3 separate regions of the Mus musculus genome follow, and regions 1 and 3 are each linked to region 2. The links are chromatin contacts, called in public Micro-C and promoter capture Hi-C maps. All regions are on one chromosome and are shown on one strand. The core of a region is the stretch at or near the end of the contact, and the rest is flanking DNA. Distances in the headings are between cores, read along the strand shown.

Region 1 (4,328 bases), core at 1,673-4,172, 1.0 Mb before region 2:
TAGCAGGATGTCACACTGAGCCTCTAATCGTCCCACTTCCCGCTTCTCCAAGGACACTCACCCCGTGTACACATGCAGTGCCCAGTGCAGCAAGGCAAACGTGTCAGCAGCTCCTAGCTCGGGCCCCGCGAGGAGTTGCTGCACGCTACGGCGCAGGCCACTGTGCAGGGTGTGGGCCCATAGCTCAACCACACGGTAGCTTGGTGGGCAGCAGGGTGCCACCAATGCCTCCGCTGTTGCCAACTCGGCGGGCAAGGCTACCTGCAGAGCCTCAAGCCACCCCGCCAGAGCCCCTGGCTCCGGAAGCACAGGCGATGCAAAGTGGACCCGCTCCAGGCCCTCCTGTAGCGCCCGAAGACATCGCTGCCGCCAGTCTCGGGGTGCCTGCCCCAGGATTGTGCGCTCAGTCTCCACCTCTGCCACACGAATAGCAGCTACCAGCAGGGCTGGGTCCTCTCGTGCCAGCCGCCCCGCAGCTCCTGCAGCCGCCTCCACAGCTTGGCCTAGGGCCTCAGCCAGAAGGCCTAGCCCCTGGAAGATTGGCAACTCCAGACCTCCTAGGGGTGCCAGTGTCTCCTCTTTCAGCTGCTCTAGTTCCCGCAGGCTCACATATGCCTCCAAGAGTCGCTCAGAGTCTATCAGGGTCTGCGTGTGGGCCACTGTAGCCGGCACTAAGGAAGAAAGGAGACGGCTTGAGGTCTCAGCCTTCCCATCTGGGCTATGGGTACAGCAAGGGACACTGAGGTCTGGAGACTGGTGTGATGTATTAACTATTTAATAATAAGCATGGTACTGCGTCGGGTCATCTGAACATCCAGGCTAAGGCCTATAGAGTTGGGCCATATGTTAACCCCTGAACCAACAGACCATGAAATCAAGCATGCCGGGGAGGTGGGTGGCCGACTGGAGAGATGGATGGCTCAGTGGTTATGAGCACTGGCTATGATTCCCAACACCCATGTGGCAGCTCACAATTGTAACTCTAGTTCCAGGCCATCATAGTCCTCTTCTGACCCCTGCATGTACCAGGCACTCAAACACTCACTTACAGTAATCTTTAAAAACAATGTTACAGGGCTGGAGAGATGGCCCCGTCGTTAAGAGCACTGACTGTTCTGCCAGAGGTCCTGAGTTCAATCCCTAGCAACCACATGATGGCTCACAGCCATCTGTAATGGGATCCGATGCACTTTTCTAGTGTATCTGAAGACAGCTGCAGTGTGCTCGTATAAATAAAAAATAAATAAATCTTAAAAAAATGTTACAGGCAGACAAAATAAATGGAAGGCCATGCTGGTTGCTATTTGCCAATCTTGTTATGAAATACTTACAAACATAACTACATATGTATTGTTATGTATGTGTGTGTACATTGATGTATATATGTATGGATGCAGGTATGTATTGTACTTTGTATATATGTGTTATTTGGGGTGATGCCTGAGATTGAATTTAGGGCCTTGCACATACTAAACACATGCTCTACCAGAGCTACAGCCAACGTTCTTTCAGTAAGTAAACTACTGTGGCTATAGCCACTTCATGGAATTCCCGTGCTGACTTTAACATCCCAAGCCTGAGAAGCCCAGGATGAGGCGACTGCGCCTATTTCTCACACTCTTTGAAGCTGGGATTATTCTCTGGGATGTCCCTGGTGTCTCTCTCCATGTAATCCCTTTCCTAGTGCCCCAGCTGCTGATCAGAATGGGATTTGTGGATTCTTAGAAGCTAAAGTCCAGGGCTCTCCACCTCCGCTTTCCCCGCCCCCACTCACCTGCTTGTAGCCTTGGCAACAACCGAGTCAGGATCTGAAGTTGTTTGTGCTGGACAACACATTCCCTCAGGGGTTCCAGGGTTTGTGAGGTCCGAGACAAACCCTTTAGTAAGTGATGGGCCTGGCTCAAAGCTTCACGAGTTCCCTGCACAGCCTCGAGGGCTCGGGTCAGCTGCCACACACCAGTCTGCACACCTTCCAGGTAGGACTGCACCACTGACTGTGGAGAGAGGTAGCCGCTCCTAAGGCCTGGCCAGCCCTCCAGCCCAGTCTAACACTCCTGCTCCTCACCCACCTTAATTCTTGCTTCCAGGGAATAGTTACGCTGTATTTCACGGCTTCGGTACTGGCCCAGCCTGGTCAGCTGCTCTGGCCGGTAGAAGATGCCTGAAGCCCACTTGAGTGCTGCACCCCGAGCCAGCTGTTCGGCCCTCTCCTGCTCTGGCCACTCAGGCCTTGGGCAGGAAGATCCTGGGGTTGGTTGTGTCAGTCAGGGAGGGCCTGTGGCTAACGCACCTGCTGCTCTTCTGTTTCCTCGGGACAGCCCCACTCTTGGCAATCCTATAGAGCTCTAGCTAGACCTGACGGGAAAACCCAACCCCACTAATTCCCATTTGTCTTGACATCATCCTTCCCCAAGCCCAGCCAACGAGGCTCATACCAGGACGAAGTGTGGGCTGTATCTTGCTGTCCATAGTTTGCCTAGAGCTGCTGCCGATGTGGTAGGAGTGGGAGCGAGTGCCTGGAGGAGATCAGGCAGAGCGGATGTTCCTTGGGCTCCGCTGAGAAAGAGGAGCAGGGTCCTTGCCTACCCCCTTCAGGAAGTAAGAAGGGGATACCTGGGAGGCCTCAGTCCTCTGGCTTGGACTATGCAAATAGGCAAAACTGTAAGTCCCCTTTCCTGCTCTGTAACGCCCAGGATAGTTTGGTACAGAACTTACCAGATCTGACCGGTGTCCAGTTCTCCCTCCTCTGCAAGTGGCCTTGGCCTTGAGAGTAGCCTTCTCGCTCCTGCAGAGCTGGGCACACCCTCACTGCTCACGGGACCGGAGGGACTCCAGCTCCTTTGGCACCAGCAGCCAAATTCCTCTCCCCAAGGAAGCCTCTCTCCCACTTCACGGCCCAGAAACCCCTACTTCTCCCCCAAGGCCCCTCCTTCAAAGCAGAAAGGAAGGAAGTTGAGTCTCTGGCACTTTATTCCCAACAGGAAAAGCATCTGCATTGAGGTGGGGAGCGCTGGGCGCCATTTCCTGTTGGGTGGGGGCAGCTGTGGACTCCCCCGGTGAGCACCAAGTCTTGATCAGCCCACCTTAGACTTCTAAATACTCCGGAAACACATATGCATATTTAAAGCTGATTTGGCCTCAAGCTGGTTTGAAGGATGACCCCCTATGTGGTAGAGCCTCAGCAAACCGCAGTCGAGTCTGAGAACCACAGATGGTATATGCCTTGGTAGGGGAAAGATCACATGTGGTGAGGCAAAAGAATAGTGAGAGATGGCAGTTAGGGATCCAAAAAGCTACATTGTTCCTGTAAGTGATGGGGAGCTAGGGAGGACACTAGATATAATGGAGCACCACCCAAATCCACCCATCATAATAGACCCTCACTTCCTACTGTCAGAAGGGTTGACAGCTAAGACCTCAGGAAGACTACCCCAACTTCAGGCTCCATTATAACTAGAGCTTCCGAAGTCTGCTTTCTCACAAGTGTGAATCATCAATCAATTTGGGGAAGGCAATTTGTGTCCTAGAGGGACTGACCGTCATAAAGACATAACCATAAGTGATAACACTGTTAAAAATAAATAAGACTTGCAAGCTGGTAAGATGGCTCAGAGGCTCAGAGCACTTGCTCCTCTTGCAGAGGACAGGGCTTCAGTTCCCAGCACCTACACGGCAGCTAATAATAACTGCCTGTTAACTCTAGCTCCCAGAGATCTGACACCCTCTTCTAAACCTCCTTGAGCACCTGCACACATGTGGACAAACATAAACACATACACACACAATAATAATAATGATGATGATGATAATAATAATATAAACCTTTAAAAACTGCAAAAATAAATGAGACTTGCAAACACACAGTTCTTCCCATGTGTCAGAAAATGCCTTAAAGGCTTTGCTTATATTCACACGCAGGCAAACACCTTTGCATGGACTAAGTAGTGGTTGGAAATAAGACTCCTGGCCACTGTGAACTGTATGTAGCATGGAGGCCAGCGAAAAATGATGCTGGAACGAAATAAGAGATAGAAGTATGCAAGCTATTTATTGTTAGTGCTTGCTGTTTTGGCAGGAAGTAACAGGAACAGCAGGAATTATCTCTGAACATCAGGGAAGCCTTTAGAATAAGTTTTAAGCAAATAGGCTAAGCTTGTGGCTTATGGCTTCCCTTCCCTGGATGGAATGTTCAGGCAGTTAGTAGTCTAGAAGCAGCTTAGCAAGGAAGAGTCGGGTGGTTCTCGCTTCTCAACTGCCGGTACTGCTCACTAACTTCTTCCATTTCCTACCATACAATTTTTTCAGGTTTCCTAGCTGCCCTAAGGAGT
Region 2 (4,212 bases), core at 1,563-4,062:
GCGGCATCTTGCAGAAGGAAGGTGTCTCAGTGGGAAAGTGCTTCCTTAATAGGCATCCCAGTCCTGTTTTCCATCCTCAGCACTATGAGACAAGCAACCAAACACAAAACAAGGACACCTACTCCAAAGGTAGACAGGAAATTCGCCCCAACAGAAAGGTGTGTGGTTCAACAATGTCCACAGCAGCTCCGAGCCTACAGGGGAGTAGTGGTTGTCAATTTGTGCTTTGGCTTGACTTCCTTCCAGCAGAGGTCACTGTGGATGCTGGCAGTGGACACTTTAGGGAAAAGGATCAGGTAGGCTTGGCTGACTGGAGTTTCCACTGCCTGGTTCTTTCACAGTCCATAATCTATCCCCTTAATTTATGTGAAGGAGATAATCTTGAAGCGACCTGAAAAAACTTTGTGGTAAAAGCGATGGTGGTAGGGAAACTTAGGTCAGTGGCTGGGACTAATAAGGCTGAGAGGGCTGCATTCATCTTCTAGGAATATTAAGACAGAGTCTCATTATATAGTTCAGGCTGACCTCTAACTCGTGGCAATCCTCCTGCCTCAACCTTTCAAGTGCGGGATTATAGGCTTGTGGCCACCATTACTGGCTTGTACCTGGTGTTTCTGAGTCTCCATTTGTGACCAATTACTGGTAATATCCCTGTAGCTCTACCAGCTCTGCTCATATACCCCTTCCAGCCTCTATTGACAGACTTCCCAAATCTTCCTTGGCAGCCAGTGGTTGTGATAAGGTAGGTTTTGGTCATTAGGGCAGCCCCCTACAGCATGATAAGGTGCTCCAGGGAATGAGGACTGATAAAGATTTCAGGGTCAGATTTGGGTGCCCAAAGGGCTAAAGAGGGTGTCACATTCTTGTGAAGTTTCACTGACTGGAATATAGCCAGTCCTTCAGGTTGGACCCGAGGCAGTTTAAAGCTGCCTTCATCCTGAAGTTGAACCTTAGGTCAGCAACTGTGACTTGAGAGTTAAAAGGATAACTGTCTTGCTACCTTCTACATCTAAGCTTGGTTCCTCTTCCTCCTCCTTCTTCCCACCCCTCCCCCAGCCATATGCATAGCCTCACCACAGCAAGGCACACGCGTGAATACTGGAGCATGGACAGACACATTCATCCAGTCACATTTTCACTCACGCTCTGCCCCACACACCACTATCAATAAAAATCACATCTAGCCACAAAACCAAATTTGTCCTAATATAGCTGATAGGGCATGAGGTTGAATGGGTTTAGTCAGCATGCTTCTTCAGATCCCCTCAACTGCAAGGTAGAGTCCCTGGTCATCCCTGTCCTCGTGGTCACAAGTCCTGCCTCTAGTAACCATCAATCCCATCGCATTCTTGGGGCAGGACTGGCAGTGGGGTTGGAAGGTGGGGACAGAGAAGAGTGTATGGCACAGGACCCAGCACAGCACAGCCACCTCCTCCCTCGGGATTTTCCATCCCGGCTCGCGCGGGCCCGCGAGGAGCGAGCGCGCTTTGTCTCTCTCGCTCTCTCTTCTCCTAGCACGTTTCCGTGGAAGCTACCCGTGCCGCGCCCGAAGCCCCCCTTCCTCAGCCGCGCCCCTCGCGCAGTCCAGCCCTGCACGCCTGCCAGTGCCGCCACCGCCGCTTTGTCCTCCCGTGGATGCCTGGGCAGAGCGCGAAAGCCGGGCACCTGAGAGCAACCCCTGCTCGCAGGGTACCAGATCTCGGCGTCCAGATCTGGAGCGCGCTCGGCATGCAGCGGAGCATCCCTCCAGGATCCGCGAACGCGGAGGAGCTGCGGGTTGCTGGAGAGGGAGACCACTGGGTCCTTTCCCTCAGGTGCCCATCTAGACTCTTAGCCGTGGTGCTGGAGCTCTAATTCCCGGGGTGTGGCGGAGCAAGAGAGATGATCTCCACTCTCTACTGCCTGGGACCTGGATCTAGGTGGAGAGGGCCTGGGAAATAAGATCCAGGTAGGGAGGGGTACCTCAGACTCTCACTTCTACCCACCTCCCACACCCAGGCTATTCAGACCTTAGGTGCGGCTCCATCACAGAAGACCCAAGCATCCATCAGTGCTTGGAGCAGGGTGGGGAGGAGTCCTGCAGCCCTTCACTTTCTCCATTCCCAAAAACAAATATCCCACAAAGAACCCAACTGTGAGCAAGTCATAAGGGGAGAGCCTGGATGTAAAGGAGGGCAAAGGGAAGGGTCTCCCTAACAACTCGAAACCTAGGAGAGTCTAAGAGGAGGGGAGGTGTCTCATCAGTCACATCCCAATCCCTGTTTGCAGCCTGTTTGCAGCCTCGAGCTGGGGTGTTGTAAGGAAGGGTCCCTCTATCTCCAAACCTCTCATCCCAGAACAGTCCCTCCATCCTCAACAACCCAAGCAGCCTTGACTTTAGGCGCAGGAAAAGGGAGACTCCAAGCCTTTTTCACGCTCTCCTACGAGAGACCAGAGAGGGTCTTCCAGCCCTTCATCCCTTACACTCAAGAAGCTCTTTCACCATACGACAAAACCCAGCCGAGGTTGCTCCGACCTCAGGCCCTGGGCCACGAAGAGGCCCGCAGTCAGTCCCTCCAGCTCCACGGACAGATGGTGTTAAGTGCGGCGAGGACACGTCCCATCAACTCCCCAGGCCCCCCTCTCCTCAATAAAACAAAAGCAAGTCCTTAGCACCCACCTCAGGTGGCGCACAGGAGGGCGCTCGGTGCGGGGCAGCGCACGCGGCGCCTCCCAGCTCCTCGCGACCGGGGCTTCCTAGAGACGGCTCTCGCGGCGGCGATGGTTACAGCGACCGCGGCTCTGGCATCCGGAGCCTCCCTCGGACTCAGCACCTGGAGCGGCGAACAGCTCCGCGCCTCATTCCGCTGACCCCGCCTCCCGCGAGCTGCTCTGGCCAATGGAGACGCAGGATCCGCCCAGGAGGTTGCCTATTGGGAGGTTCCGGTCCCTCCGTTGGGACCTCGCCCCCAGAGACCGCCCAAGTGTTTGCTCTGCCTGCTGGAACATGTAGTCTCTTAGGGCTGTGGAGTGGGCTCGTGCCGCGGGCTTGTAAACAAATGGACTACATTTCCCAGAGTGCATTGAGGAGCCCTAGGCGCGGAGGAGGGTGGGAGGACTGTTTCCATAGCAAACTCAGCCCCTTGGGGAATGGGGGATGGGGAAGTGGGGCAGGCCTTGGGACCCTTGCAAGACCACATGTGATCTGTGGTTAGCGTCTTGGAAGACGGATTCGGTTATCTTTTTCTCTCTGTTTCTACTTGAGGACCCTGGGCCTCAGTTTCCCTGTCTAGGAAGAAAGGTAACGAGACGGCCTCGCTGCAACACTCGGTGGAGCCAATCGAGAGCGAGACGCTTTGGTTCCTCCCCACCAGAGATAAAGGATACTGGAGGAGACCTTCACACCTCAATCTGAACTTTTATATTTTTTCCTTAATTCTGACACTGAAGGTTTGTTTGTTTTTTTTGTTTTGTTTTGTTTTTTTGTTTTTTTTTTTTTGTTTTTTTTCTTCTGGCCACATTCCTTGCGCCACTAGGACCTTTCCTTCTTGTCCCCACATTTTTGCAGTCTCTCCTTCAGTACTTTCTGGTAGAGTGAGCTGCTTCTGCCTAAAACCTTTCACAGGCTTCCTCGGGCCTCTGGGATCAAATCCACTTTTCACAGCAAAGCTGGAAAGTCCCTTGAGAATTGGACTCCACTCTCGTTTGCATCGTTCTGAACTTTGGAAACTGGCAAGCCTTGAGTACTGATTTTTCTCTCTTCCTCTGATCCCCTCCATCATGCCGTCCTCCAACTCCTCAACATCCTTTAAGCCCCAGTTTAAATGTTGCCTTGATGTGTGACGACTTCCTTGATGTTCTGCCGAGTGTTGCACATCTTCTGTGTCTGTCAGCCTCTACTTCCCCTATTTGATTTGCATGTTTACACACCCAGCTTCCTCATGAAACTAAACTTATAAAGCAGAGGCAAGTCCTGTATTATTCATATTTATAGTTCCGTGTCTACAACCTCTGACATACAGGAGGCACTCAACAAATGCTGAGATTTACCTATAGTTATTGAAAATGAACAGCGGTTTATCTGATTTCAGCATACACCTTCAAAAAATGTTTATTTTCTAAGGTGTTTCCCACTCCTAAAGATGTTCACTAGAAGGATGCTACTGGTTGAAAAAAAAAAGTTTAAATGCCATTCATACTTTTAGGATTGGTTGGGATTTTGTCTGAATGTCC
Region 3 (3,695 bases), core at 370-2,869, 1.1 Mb after region 2:
TCAGCGGGTAAGAGCACTGACTGTTCTTCCGAAGGTCCTGAGTTCAAATTCTAGCAACCACATGGTGGCTCACAACCACCCATAATGGAATCTGGCGCCCTCTTCTGGTGTGTCTGAAGACAGCTACAGTGTACTTATAATAATAAATAAATAAAATCTTAAAGAAAGAAAGAGAGAAAGAAAGAAAACAGAGACATAATCCACCAAAGTCCCCAGTTCTGGGAAAGTCTCTAGATGCATTCATCTCGCCTTTTGGCTTCTGTAGTTCTGTTGCTGTTTCTGCTAACTGGAGCATGTCGACCCAGGACGCGAATTTTGCGCTTAAAACCTCGCCCCGAGAAAGGCTTGATACTACACAGGGATCCTGAACACCCAGTGTAGTCACAGGGTGGCTAATAAAGACTTTCTCTTGGTAGATACCCCACAGCAAAGACACCGGACACACAGGTGGTACACAGATACACTTCAAGAGAAACATCTATGTAATAAAATACAAATGAAAATGTAATATTTCAGTTAACAAAAACCCAACAAAAATCCAGGTAATCAGAACAATTAACTCGGTGGTGGATGCCAGCCTAGGTTACATAAAATCTTGCCCCACCTGTCTCCTCTCTCACCCCTAACCCTCCACCCCAATGGTATAAACTGGTAATCCTAACTACTCAGAAGCTAAGGCAATGGAATTAAAAGTTCTTGGCCAGTTGGAGCATTTAAAATAAGACCCTGTTCCAAATAAAAACCAGAAAGGAAGCAAAATGGCTGGGAACATAGGTCAGTTGGGACGCCCTGGACTAGTCACGTTCAACTGTCAATCTTGCAAAACCCAGAAAGTTTCTGTTGTCCAGGCTACGGTGAGGTATGTCTACAATGCCAGGAATCAGGTGGCCAAGGACAGCGCTGGGTTCCAGGTCAGCCAGGGTTACTTACATAGATTCCCTGTTTGTTAATTCATAATGTTCAGTTTACTCCGTAGGGGAGGGGAGCGGGGGGGGGGGGATGGGAGTTGGTTCCCCATGGGGAAGACACGTAGGGACTCCGGAAGTTTTGAAAGGGTGTCAGGTTGTCGTGTGTCATGTCCCATGCTCCACTCCCGTCCCTCTTTCCAGTTTTGCTTCTTGGAACAACAGATGCCTTACAAAGGCCAGGGCATTTATACTTCTAGAACTGAGAACAAGGCCTTACAGAGTTGGCACAAGCTAACGACATTACATGGGATGCTCAAGTTTGATCAGTATACATCTGTGGTACCAAAACATCCTTTGCAAATTTGGGGACATGCTTAGAGTTACACGGTTTATCTGACACTCAAGTTTGGAGGGGGGGAGCGTACTGTTTTTTATCCAGCAACTCCTTCAAGACTTGACTTAACTGATCGGATGGTCTTCTCCCACCTGTACCATGGCGGGAAAACAACTGTACTTGCTTCCAAAGGCATACATAAAGACCCCGGGGCCCGGTGAGCCCTTATTTTATACGTTTGCTCGGGCACAGCCCGGGTGATCCTTGCAATCCCGGCCCTGAGCGGGTCAAACGCTCGCCGCCCGGGTCCTAGGTGGTCCGCACCTGCGCGCCCCGGCCAGCCTCTTCCGGGTCAGGTGACCGCGCACGCCCACGTGACCCGGCCCGAGTGCGGGCGCTGGAAGGCGGAAGTGGAGCGGAGTTAGGCGCCGCTGGTGTGGCCGCGGCAGGTAGGTGGCGCGGGGGCACTGGGGGGCTCGGCAGCGAGCGGGCGGCGCGGGGCAGCCAGGGGGCGGCGGGCGGCGCGAGGGGCCGGGGGCGGCGCGGGGCGGGCGCCGGGGGGCGGCGGCTTCCTGTGGGAGGGGCCTGGCGCGCGGTTCCGGCCTCCGAGGAGGGATGTCCCGGCTCGCGCCCGGGCGGGGTGGGCGCGGGGCCCGGCGGGAGTCGCCCGCTGGTGGCGCTTCCGGAAGGAGACCCCCAGCCCCGGGTGCCTGCGGTGCGGAGGAGCCGTGTCTGTCTGGGAAGGGGGCCCGACCTCAGCCGGGGAAGACTCATTTGCTCCCTGGAAGGGGCTGCCTGGGAGTGGGCGTCTGGCTTGTAGGGACAGGGAGAAAAAAATCTGGACGATGCGGCCTGGACCCCATTCCAAGAGTCTTTTTTCCTTCCGTCCTCTTTAAAAAGGATGGCGATCCGGGACTTTGATACCGGTTCTGTTCAGTTCTTTAAACTTCAGGAGGGATCCCTGAGTCTTGATCGTCTGACTCTGGTCACACCCACTTTGCCCTGTTTGGGTAGGGTTTCCACTTGTTGGGAACCTTGCCCATCAGATCGTCTTTCTTTGAGATGCTCCCGGATCGGGTCATCTTGGAGGCCACCAAAAAAAAAAAAAAAAAAAAAAAAAAAAAGACGTGTAGGTGCTTTGCTGTGATCATAACAAGACTTTTAACCTACACTGTTGTTGGCGACCTGGGCCGGCGTTACCTCAGCAACGCATTGACTGCTGAAGTCATGGACAGTTGAAAGTCTGCCCATACCGATTTGAGACCTCTCAAGCTTAAATTATGCAGCTTCCTTTACCATGTGACTGCTTATCTTGACCAGCTGTGACTAGGTGGGGTGACTGAGAAGTTTCTCTTGTGTTCCTTAGAACTGTGACCTAGATCGTAGTTTTTGAGGTTAAAAATACCCATCTTAAGATTCTTCATCCTCTAGGCCTAGGCCTGAAGATGGCTCCAAGTTCCAAGCCAGCCTAAATAAACAAACAGGCCACCCTCTTTTCCCTTCACTTTTGCTAAGGTTTGCAGAAGTGAAGCAAAGTTTATGAATGCAACGAAGGTCAGGGTTCAAATGGGACATTGACAGGAGCCAGAATCACAGGTCGCTAGGGGGGAAAAAGCACTTTGCATTAATATATTAGGAGTTGAAGACTTGGGGGGTATATTATAAGCATTTAAAAGTTAATTTTTGTAGCAGTCTCGAGAAGTCATTCACACTTTATAGATAACAAGCTAAGAGAATTGACTTAAAATAAAAGATGTATTTTTATTTGTGTGTATGTTCCTGTGTGTATGTGCCCACCAAGGACAGACAGAGCATTGGGTCCTTTGGAGCTAGAGATACAGGTGGTTGTGAGCCTCTGGATTTGCATGCTGGGAACTGACCTTTGGTCCCGTGGAAGAGCAGTGAGTGCTTTCGCCTGCATCTCTTTAGTCTCAGCCTGCCTGACATCCTCATTTTGTTTTTCTTCCTTGTTTACTGTCTTCCTGCTAGGACTGTAAATCATTCAAGGGCAGTGATCTTATTTTACCTGACTTCTTTGGCTACTAGCCCCAGGCCTGGTATGTTAGGAGTACTTGGTCAGTGTTTGAGAAGTAAATGAGTTTTTAAAGGTCACACTGCTCGGTGTATGTGGAGAACAAGGGGTTAGAGCATAAGTTTCCCGTCCCTTTCTCTGTTTAGTGTTACTGGTCTATGGAAAGCCAGAACCATGAGGAGAAGGCTTCAGTTGGCTTGTCAGTCTCTTAATTTTTTGTTGTTGTTGAACATTGCACCTTCCCACTTCCCTTCTTTTTGTAATTTTTTATTTTATTTTTTTCCTTTTGAGACAGGCTCTCAGTAAGTTGCCTGGGGTGGCCTCAAACTCCTGTAGCTCAGGCAGGCCTTGAACTTGTGATCCTTCTGCCTCCAACACAACAGTAGTTAGGATTTGAGGCCAATACCACCAGGTCTATCTT

What was found. Promoter capture Hi-C pulls out the DNA fragments that hold promoters and counts their contacts. A called contact is a pair of places that touch in the nucleus more often than the background predicts.
Region 1: a contact with region 2 is called in a promoter capture Hi-C map of pre-B cells, with 2.9 times the contacts expected there. The contact joins the promoter of Exoc3l here to the promoter of Smpd3 in region 2. A contact is called at or near these places in 4 of 39 promoter capture datasets (the C10 cell line, hematopoietic stem and progenitor cells, liver and 1 more) and 1 of 484 Hi-C or Micro-C datasets (B cells).
Region 3: a Micro-C map of embryonic stem cells shows a contact between it and region 2, with 8 times the contacts expected there. The contact joins the promoter of Wwp2 here to the promoter of Smpd3 in region 2. A contact is called at or near these places in 1 of 39 promoter capture datasets (hippocampal neurons) and 1 of 484 Hi-C or Micro-C datasets (embryonic stem cells).

The regions. Positions count from the first base shown.
Region 1 is chr8:105,293,191-105,297,518 of GRCm38.p6, forward strand. Exoc3l (exocyst complex component 3-like) reads right to left here and starts at 2,923. Exons shown (of 14, transcript NM_177788.5): 1 at 2,716-2,923; 2 at 2,436-2,516; 3 at 2,070-2,245; 4 at 1,775-1,994; 5 at 62-671. The coding sequence starts at 2,469.
Region 2 is chr8:106,335,153-106,339,364 of GRCm38.p6, forward strand. It overlaps Smpd3 (sphingomyelin phosphodiesterase 3, neutral), which reads right to left and starts at 2,813. Exons shown (of 9, transcript NM_021491.4): 1 at 2,660-2,813. 4930506A18Rik (RIKEN cDNA 4930506A18 gene) reads left to right here. Exons shown (of 3, transcript NR_126091.1): 3 at 1-602.
Region 3 is chr8:107,434,751-107,438,445 of GRCm38.p6, forward strand. It overlaps Wwp2 (WW domain containing E3 ubiquitin protein ligase 2), which reads left to right and starts at 1,620. Exons shown (of 24, transcript NM_025830.4): 1 at 1,620-1,691.